2 separate regions of the Anas platyrhynchos genome follow, and region 1 is linked to region 2. A link is a contact called in public Hi-C data. All regions are on one chromosome and are shown on one strand. Each heading gives the region's core, a stretch centred on a gene start, on an enhancer-like site or on the middle of the called end of the contact. The rest is flanking DNA. Distances are from core to core; before and after follow the strand shown. Region 1 overlaps BDH1 (3-hydroxybutyrate dehydrogenase 1). Region 2 holds the start of XXYLT1 (xyloside xylosyltransferase 1).

What was found. A called contact is a pair of places that touch in the nucleus more often than the background predicts.
Region 1: a Hi-C map of subcutaneous adipose tissue shows a contact between it and region 2, with 2.5 times the contacts expected there. The contact joins the enhancer-like site here to the promoter of XXYLT1 in region 2. A contact is called at or near these places in 4 of 8 Hi-C or Micro-C datasets (liver, skeletal muscle and subcutaneous adipose tissue).

The regions. Positions count from the first base shown.
Region 1 is chr9:12,921,244-12,926,011 of IASCAAS_PekinDuck_T2T, forward strand. It overlaps BDH1 (3-hydroxybutyrate dehydrogenase 1), which reads left to right. Exons shown (of 7, transcript XM_038183568.2): 4 at 1,164-1,274. Among named protein-coding and RNA genes, the nearest start is that of BDH1, 6.2 kb to the left of the region's middle. Within about 2 kb of position 2,253, at least 3 of the 8 cell types and tissues checked have an H3K27ac peak or open chromatin away from gene starts, as enhancers often do. A contact at or near this core is called in subcutaneous adipose tissue, where this site is marked.
Region 2 is chr9:12,802,230-12,807,737 of IASCAAS_PekinDuck_T2T, forward strand. It overlaps XXYLT1 (xyloside xylosyltransferase 1), which reads right to left and starts at 1,589. Exons shown (of 4, transcript XM_027464788.3): 1 at 1,135-1,589. The coding sequence starts at 1,512. ACAP2 (ArfGAP with coiled-coil, ankyrin repeat and PH domains 2) reads right to left here. Exons shown (of 24, transcript XM_038183564.2): 24 at 2,446-5,508.

The DNA.
Region 1 (4,768 bases), core at 1,003-3,502, 120 kb after region 2:
ACAATCGCACCAGTGTTTTTTTTTCTATTTTTGGAACTCACTCAGCAGATGAAATCTTCCACCTTAGAGTGGAGGGTATTTCTATGACAGGTTCTTAACAAATCTCTTTCCAGTGTATGGTTGTATAAAGTCATGTAAACAAATTGGTGTGTCCTCATCTTATTCTGGAGAGTGATCCCCTTCTTTAATAGCCTTTTCCTTGAAGGCGGTAGCTTGACAGAAATAGTGCCAAGCAAATGGAAAGGGGTTGTTTTGCCCTGTTGTCTGTCATGTGGCACAGAATTCAGCACTGTAGCAGGGCTTGAGCATGTACATCTTGCTCTGTAAGCCTTGGACAGAGTTGAAAGGAATTCAGGTGCAGCCCTCACGTCATTGCTAGGTGGGACTGATCAGTCCCTGTGTATCCTTTGGAAGGCCATGTTTCCAGTTTTAACAGAGATGAGTTGGAATGAATTGCAAGCAGTTACTACTTCATCCCACCCACAGCAGCACCTTGCTGCATGCCCACCTGTTGCTGCTAGGATGTTTGATGCACTGTGTGGTTCTCAACACACTGCTTAACTGTGGCCTCTCTTTGGGCTATGGCAAGGGGTTTGGAGAAGGAAAGAGGTGTACTTCTATTTAAATTATAAGTTAGAAAGATCAGAAGACAAAAAAAAAAAAAAAGAAAAGATGAATCACCAACTGGTCTTAATTTCAATTCCCTTGATTCTACTTAGCTTTTAAAATGCAGCACCAGAGGTTTTATACACTAGAGGGAGAAAGATAAATGAGCAGTCAGTAAGGTTAACATATCACCTTTTTTTAGTCTACCTATCTTCCCCACACCTTACAGGCTGCAAGGCACGGAACAATAGGAGCAGTTGCTATTGAAGAAAAATAATTTATTGAGAACTCTCTGGTATATTTTCAGATTTCATGATGGATGTGAACTGCCAGAGAGTGATAGTTTGCTTGGTCTCTGCCTTCAAAGTTGTTTGTTGGAGGTGCTAGAACCTGTTTCTTGTCTTCAGGAGGCTCTGGGTGGCAGTAGCTGGCAACGAGCATTGAAAATGTCCCTGGAACAGACTGCTCCTGGCCAAGGACATGGTTTTGTTCTGCGTACTGCAAGTCACTGATTTTGAGTACTCAGTTCCATCGCATTGTTTTGTTTTGTTTTGCAGATCGGCAGTAGAGCTGTGCTTATAACAGGTTGCGACTCAGGGTTTGGATTTGCCTTGGCCAAGCACCTGCATGCCAAAGGCTTCATTGTTTACGCTGGCTGCCTGCAAAAGGTAGGAAAACCAAAAACTTTGTTCTTCATCTGTGGCACGTGAACAGACACAACAAATCCAGTCTTTCATCTCCGCTCTGCAGAGCATCTTGCCAAGGAGAGGGAGGGTTGTTGGCAGCCCAAAGGGAAAGGCACAGGTGCTTGAATTTCATAGAGTATTTATCTAGTCTAGACCATAACCAGCACTGCAGAAAGGTTCTTATTTGAATTACAACACTGTAGTCTGTTCCAATCCCAGTCAACTAGAACCCCACACCTGAGTTTATAGGCTTATCCATAAGTACTTTTAGTACCAGGCTGAGTCTGGATCTTTGGAACTGCACTCAGTTTATACATCATTATTCAGAGTTTATTGTGATTATTACATCCACCAAGCCACCAGTGATTTTATAGCATATGGTATAAGGATTTATTTCTATATACGTGAATACAACCGTGCTCTAGTGTGCATTGAAGGTGCACACTGAACTCGCTGTGAAGGTGGTAAAGTCCCACTAGTGCAACTGAGAGCAGATTCAGGCCACAAATAGCCGAGTGGTGCAGTTCTTGATAATACTCTCTAAGAGCAGTCAGAGATGCCTCATCATGGTGAATAACAGCTTTAGCCTTTCCTTATGAAACACTGGCACATTTTCAGCAGCATGGCCATTTCCCGATGGAAACAAACCTACTCCTCAGGATATCCTGGGGTGGGTCAGTTACTTTGATCCAAATCTTTTTGCTCACTTATCACTGCAAATGTGTCCTGAATAGTTGTACTATTTAAAGAGACTTAGTCAGGTGTTGTTTTCTTTTTTTAAATGTTATCAATACTTTTTCTGATGTTAGCCTTTCCATTATTACAAAGTTCTGCTTAAATTATTAGTTTCTTTCTGCCACATTTTTTTCAAATGAGAAATTTATGTTCAGATTGCTCTGTCCCCTTGCGGTGTCTCAGCCTTGGGTCAAGGCTGTATTTTTTAACATGGGCTCCCTCTACAGGCTTCACAGCAGAACAAGATGCTTTCTATAAACTGCTGCTTTTCCAAAGGTATTGAAAAGGGGGAGGGTAGAAAGCTGCTTTTTTTGCAGCTATTTTTACTCTGCTTTTGTAACTAAAAGTCAACATTAGAAGAGATACTAACTCTGAGACTTAAAAACTACTGTTCAGAATAATTGCCTGCTTATATGTTGACAGTAGTCCAAAATTTCAGAGCTACAGGGTTACTTCTGTATTTCACTTCCTCAGTCTGAGCTGCCAGAAAGACCTGATCTTCAGTGAGCATGCGTTTAACTGTTGCTGAAACCTCCCTTCCATTTTGGTGTCTTCAATACACATGCTACTGCAAGCACATTAATGGAAAATCATGGACTCTGACAATTTCAGAATAAGCTGAAACAAAGCACATGACTGAACTCCTTTTAGCTTTTATCAATGTTTGTTTCCTCTCCAAGAATCAGCAGAAATCTTTGCTTTATCTCTGTATAATTAAATGCTGTGTTTTTTTTTTAATCTGGATTCACGTTCCATGTTCCAAAATCTGTGTGACCATGGCAAGACTGGTGACAGCAACTGTCATCAGAAAAAACACTATAAGCTCCCATGTTCATTGTCTTCAGGTCATATACTTTATGAAAAAAAAAAAAACAACAAGTTCTTAGCCCTGTAGAACTAAACTCCAAGAGACTGAGCTGACTTCTGTTTATGCCGTAAGTTTCATCAGACAAAACATAGATAATTCTGATCAGTGTTATTGTTGGTGCTGATCGTAGGGACAGAGAATGCCTAGTGTGTTTTAGGTTCTACGTGGAACTAGAGGTGGAAGTAAGAAGCATCACATTTTGCTTGTAAACTGGGTATATTTGTCCTAGCCCTCACTGAGAGGAAATGAGTATGAAACTTGAGTGTTATTTTCATGTGACTGCTTCTCAGAGCACAGCTGCACATCAGAAACATACTCCAATTTGGGCAGCCATCGTGTCCCCTGGGTGTGCACTCTCCTTGCAGATAAAAAGTGTGTACAGTGCTGACCTTTCATTAGGAAAGGTTTCCTAGAGTGGCCAGATCCTGAGTGCCTGGCTGTTTTTTGCTGAAGACCTGGGAGGTGTTTGGAGTCATGACTAAGGGGACCCCAAGGATGCATCCGTGCTAAGTGCTATTTCACACTGTTTGTTACTAACATTTTCAACAACAAATGTATCAGCGAGTGTTGATGCTTTGTTGCCAAAAGACAGTAGTAGACTGGATCCCATGAACAATCATGCTGCAGCTGTCTTATTTTTCCTCTGTGGTTAACAGCTGGAGGAGCCAGCTGACACCAGATGAAGAAGGTATTTTTCCAGCAGTATCTGTTACCAGTGGACATATGTGGTGTTTGTCATGGCTGTCAGGAGTGTCGTGGAGTCCCTGTTTGCTTTGCTGTGTGTGCTCAGGCCTCTCTTGCAGGGGAATGAGCGGGCAGAGGTTATCTTAGCAGCCCAGCATGCAGGCAAGTTCCTGGAGGGCCCAAAGGAGTGCTGAGAGGGTGTGACGTGCCACTTCAGGGATGCAGTGATAGAGATCCAAGCTGATGGCCATGAGAGTGACTGTGGAAAGAGGAAGACGAGGCAGTGGTGTGCTTTTTAAATGTATGAGAGCTGGGTCCTCTTGCCATGGGGCCTGTGGATGCATGAGGAGGCCCTTCCACTGCTGTGTGGGGCCCAGGGGCTGAGGGATGTGCTGTGCCCTGTGCCAGGAGGACATGACACAGTCACAGGGTACCTGGCTGGAGCACCCCCCTTCTGCCCTTTGTGAAGAGCTGAGGGGATGACCCTGTGGGCCTGGGTGAATGGCTGGGGTCTAACTCTTGGGTCAGGATCCCAGCTCAGGGAGAGCTTGCAGAGCCAGCTCTGTGAGGGAGGAGGAAGGGGATGCTGTGAAGTTTCCAGCAAAGCTTATGAGGCCTCTGACGCTGGTGCACTTCTGTGGCCCGTAGACTTAGTCATGCAAAGAGAATCGGATACTTAGAAGTCCACTGCTGCACATCTTTTGCCAAAACTTCTGACATGTCAAGCCACATGTTTTTTTTCCACCTTGCGCCCATGTAGTGGCTCCTGGAGTTTTCTCCTCTGGCAGGTGATTTCATAGCACCTCGCAGACCTGGCACTGGAGGAAGAAGCACATTGGCTTTGCTGTTCTCCTTTTAGCTCTATCTGCTGATTCCAAGGGACTTGTATGCTTACATTTGCTGATTCCCTTTTGGCAACTTACTCCCTTTTTCCCCTTTCTGTGCCATTTGTGTACTTTCCAGTGCTTTGCCATACGTGCTGACTCAGCACCAAAGTGGGTTTGAGTGAGCAACAAACTTAGCATGAAGCTGGTTTTGTTGACCATAAAACCAAACACCATAAAGCTATGCATGGGACTTCTAATGGCTCCATTTTGTATGTGAGTTGCTTCTGTATGAGGAGAATGCAGTAAATGCCTTCTCTTAAGGACCAGCACTAACCAGTATTAACGACCTGCTTTGGAATAAG
Region 2 (5,508 bases), core at 339-2,838:
TCATGGGCAAGTGTGCAAGACTAAGAACTAGTACAGAAGCCTGTGTATTAGCACCTGTCTGCCTAAAAACGAGGTAACTGCAGAGATGTGAAGTCTGCTGCCAGCCCCAGGCCAACTAACCAAACCAAACATCTCCAGGAGGCATCACGCCTTCCAGGAAAGGGAAGGAGCTCCCGCTGTAGCAGACCCTGGTGAGATGTCACCTGAACTCTCCAGACAACGCTGCTTGATCCCACCCAAGACAGACCAGCTCTGTCCCAGAGCTGAGCCATGGTTCGGTTCAGGTCCGCAGCCACCTGATGCACGCAGAGACTCACCCCACAGGACGCTCCCACCTCACACAACACTAACTGGTAAGCCCCACAAGCCTGTATCCTCCCGGAGCAGCAGTGCTGGACAGGCTGCCCACAGAGGAATTCGGCTTCAGACACGAACAGAGGGCAGTAAGGCAGCTGCACGCCCACAGGGGTGTCCGTGAGGGATCCACGTGCCGTCACGGCCCAGCAGCTGAACCTCTCTGAGGGACACGATGCCACAGACCTGAAGCAAGCTGCTGTGCTGCATAGGTGTGCAGCTCGACTCCAGCTCTGGGGCAGAACGGCAGCCCCACAGCTGTCTGCTGGCACCACCACGGGGCACTGCAGGCCACAGCACCGTGCACAATGCCAGCTCTCAGGGCTGCAGCAGGGGAAGGTTTCCAAAGCTGTTACCTGCCACATCCAGACAGCTGGGGACGGCTCGGCACGGTGCAGGGTATCTGCTACGGGTGGCACGGCAGCGCTAGCGCTAGTACAATGGGTTGAGAAGTGAGATGGGATTATTTGCCAACAAGTGCTGTGTGTGAACAATGTGAAAGTTACACCTCAGGCTGCTCTGGTGGAGTTTGGCTAACGTGAAACATCTGAAAAACGAGAAACCAAAAGCTATGGCAGAATTAGAAGACTTCTAATTCTGAATAGAAGCATCTCAGGACAGGAGGGTCCCTACTTGGCGCCTCACAGCTCGGTGCCCCCTCCACTTACCAGATCCCTGTTTGACGTGAGGCAGCTTCACACCGGCTGCCTTCAGGGGGGGGGCTCCGTGCGCCTTCCCCGAGGCTCCCCCCACCCCGCACAGCCCCCGTGGCCGCCTCACCTGGTGCGGGAAGGCGGCGCGGCCGAGCTCGTCCCGCAGCAGCCCCTCGGCGATGTCCCTGCTGTTGCGGTCGGTGACGAGGTGGAGGCGCAGCGCGTCCCCGCGGCCCAGGCGGCCGTGGCGCAGCAGGGAGCGCAGCGCGGCGCGGGCCTTGTCCCGCAGCGAGGGGCCGCGCTCCGCCTTGGTGAACAGCACCAGGAGGTGCAGGGCTCGGCCGCGCCGAGCCGGGCTGGCCGGGGTGGCTCGGAGCCGCCGGGTGGCGGTGGAGAAAGTCTCTCCGCCGCCGCCCAGGTAGTAGAAGGCGCACACGGCCAGGGCGGCCGCCAGCGCCAGGGCGCAGGGCTGAGAGCGGGCCCAGCCCGCCCGCCCCACGGCCATGGCGGCCCCGCTCCGTCCCTACCCGCCGCCCGCCGCCATGCTGAGGCGCGGCCCCGCCCCGCCTCACGGCACGGAGCGGGGGCACGGCCAAGGGGTGTGTGGCTGCTGGGTGCTTGAAGGACAGGGATACGGAAATCAGAGCTCGGTTCACACAGAGCAGGCGCAGGAATAGTGATTTCTCGGTGATTTCTAGCAGAACAGCACTTGGAATCTTCACAGGAAGGCGAGGGGGATGTCCTCCTCCTCCTCCTTTATCATCTTCTTTCGCTTCCCGTGGCAGGAAATACTGTGCAGAACCAAGGGATGCACCACAGTAGCACACTCTGCTTGTCCCCAGCACTGCCTTCTGGGCTTGGCCCTGCTGTAAGGTGTCTGTGGCAGCACAGGAGGCTGGAGGACAGTACAAGCAAGAACGATAAACACAAAAACTAACTTACATCTCACCCTGGGACTTGGCAGAGGGCAGCTTGCAATACTGGCTTTTAATGTATTTAAAAATCAGCTCGGTCATTTTGACAGCAGGAAAGCATTACTTCCTGGGTACTTGCAATTATTTGTAACTCTATCAACCGGTCCTTTGGTAATCACTGTTCCATGGGAGGTTCTCGTGATGAAGATGCAGAGTTACCAACCCTATTTGAAAACACGTGGCTGCAGATGAGCATCAAAGCCTTAGAAATATAATCACTCCCGTGCTTATTCTAGTTCTCACTTTTTTCTTTAGTGACTTGAAGTTTCTGCTCTACGAAGCAGAATTTCAGTAATTCAGATGTGTACAGATGGCATACTGCAAAACAGGAGAAGCTTCCTTTGTATGGGGAATTGCTGACAGCAGTAGGAAGATGGGGGTACATTTACTGAAACTATTTCAGCTCAGTATATAAAGTGGTAAAATATAAAACCATAGGAAATGGAAAAACAAAACAAAAAACACAATGTTAACACAATCATTTAACACAGCGACAACATGAATCGTGAAGGGTACAATCCAAAGCCTCTGAAATCAGGGGAAAGATGGCAAGAAATTTCAGCGACTTTTTAGGTAAAGTCCTGATTGATAAGGAAACTTTGACCATTTACTGTGTTCACCCAAACTTACGGGAATTTCAATGTCTAATATAATTCAGTAGCACTATTCAGTATAATAATTTAGAAATTTTACATACATCGTACCAGCATTAACAAAACATGAAACCTTTTGAACAGTCAAAACAATACAGATCCCTGTGGAGATACCACAGATACCATCTTAACACACAACGTAAGTTATACCTCTGAAATTAATATGCATTAGAATATACGTTGAGATCTTACACATTTGTCTTTCCAAGAGACTTTTGGAACGTGATCCAACTCTGTCTAGGAGGAATACTTGAAAATCTTTTAATGGATCGTATAGTAAATTGCTAAAAATCCACATGAAAGACGATTTTAAAGTGTTTTTGGAATCTACTGCTTTGTACCCCACTGATTACTGATGACGTATTTCATATATAGAGAAACATGAACTGGAATTGAAGCTTTCCATTATCTGGTACAGGGTACAAGGTGTTAACACATACCAGAGTCTTACAGTCTGCTACTCAAGGTACACTCAGCTTCATACTGCAATAAAGAAATGGAAGTTTCCTAAAATTATTGTGCAGAACATCAGCACTTGAATCAGAACTCAAAGAAATCCAGATCTCCATAGCACTGGAGTCAGTCATACTTTGTTTTACCAAGGGCTGAATCCTGTAAGGTACAGAGACCCTGGAGCACTGAGCCTGCCAGTGTCTAACAGGACTAAACCCTCGATACATGTCGAGGAACTTAATGGCATATTCATTTTTGCTGATGAGCCGGATCTCCAGACACGTATTGCACCTGGCCTGAAAAATGCATTTTATCCTGGATATCATAGTGTACCTAAAAGGATCAGGAAACAAGGTTCCAGGATCAGAATTGATACACCTGCTCCCTGAACCACTGAAACTCCAAATCTCCTGAAAAGTCATACAATTTGTGGATTGGGTACATTACTTGTCCTTTAGCATAAACAGCCTGATACTGCAGAGCATCAGACGAGAGCTGGAAAGCAGTAGATGAATCAGCAGAGCTACAGGGAAAAAACTTTTTGTTGGTAGAAAATTGTCCTGCAAAATTTGTCTGATTTTTTTTTTTAAGTAGGAAAGAAAACACCAGTGGAGATTGGTAAAGCGTCTCAGATGTTTTCCCAGCAGCGTGGAGTAGGACAGCGATTATGCCACTAAGCTTTGGGGAGCTGTACATTACCAAACATTCACATTGTACACCAACCGTCATGTAGATGGCAAAGGATACAAATCTTCTGAAAAACCCTATGTCTACAGTATATACTATACATAGCCATATCTTACATTGTCCCATCTGTACACGGGGAATTTTACTTTCTCTAAAATCTACTAAATAAATGTCCATTGCTGTTAAATACTACAGATTACAAAGTATATTGTCATTTCATAGACAATTATTTAAAAGAAACTTATGAAATCATCTGTAAGCAGTAATTTCTAGTAAGTTGCTTATTATTCAATTAAACACACTCTTCAAACGGGCAGAGTCTGCTTTTCCTAGCATAATTAGAATACAGATTAAACAAAACTTTTTTAAAGATTCTTTTTCTTGGAAAGACCTGTTGGACACTAAGATGCTATTAACTTCACATCAAGAATTGTCCAGATTAAATGCACTACTATACATTTGCTGCAAAATGATAAATATTTAAAATACATTGTTTAAAAAATTAACATGCCAGAAAGTTCAGTTTTTACCACAATTTACAGAAATTCTTTACCCAATTTTGCTTATACAAGCCAGCCTGGAGAAAAGCCAGTTCCTAAATGCACTTAAACAGAAGGTTAGCATACTGCCATGGCTAATAGGATTATAAAAAACTCACACTGATGGTATGTAACTTAAAAATTCTGCTTAAATTGTCCATAGGGTAGACAGATACAATATGAAGAATTGCATCTGCTGGTTTGTGGCTTCTGGTGATTATTTTAGTAGCACATAACCTGATATACAAGCATATATCTACAGACACCATTTGTGCATGCACATCAGCAGGTGGAGCTCATCAAAAAAAAGCAACTTGCATTGTTGCCCTCAATACAGCTGGAAAATATTCTCAGTTGTTACTTGGCAAAAATGTGCAGTATAATTCCTAGGTTTTCTTCTGCAAGCCTTAGTTTAGACACACATACATCCACACCTTTGTAGATTATGTTATACCATGCTGTGCTATAAAGGATTGATTGACCTAAATTTAGGGTAGCTGTACTACATATGCATTTTTATATATGCAGCTTAGGGCTAGTAGTGAGAACAGCAAAGAGAAAAGGTGACAAACAGCTGTCATGTGACTGTTCTACACAGACTCCTTTGGCTTTCCATTTTTACTTGGACGTCTCAAATTTCAAGTTTTGGTGTCAAAATACTGACAAACCCCATATCGTGTCCAGCAGGATTACATTTATTTCTTTCATTAAAGGTTCCAAGTGCTCATTTAAAAGTTACTTCCTTCACAGCGATCTTCATTTTAGAAGGGGCTCAGGGGAGAAGAGGGGTGCAGAAGAAAATTGACTAACTCTTAGAATTTGGTCCTCCAGGATATATACTGATCGTGACTGACCTGCAGCCACTAGTATAAAAGCCAGCCTGGTGTTAAAACTTCTGCTGCAAAAGAGTTTGCAAAAGAGAAGTTACCACATCTTGTTATTAACAGCCTACCTCTAACCAGAGTCAGGGTAGGAACAAGAAAAGTTACAGGCCCACAAACAGAAGGACAATTCCGTAAGTCATTACCTGATTTCCCTTCCAAACAGTCCAAGAAAATGCAACCTAGACCTTCTTGTCAGAGGCACATCTTTATGGCAGCAGTGAGACCGATGACAGTATAGGATACTAATTAGCAAAGCGGATCCGGTCATCCTGCCACTCAGAGTCTGCAATACATACAGCTATGCTCTGCTA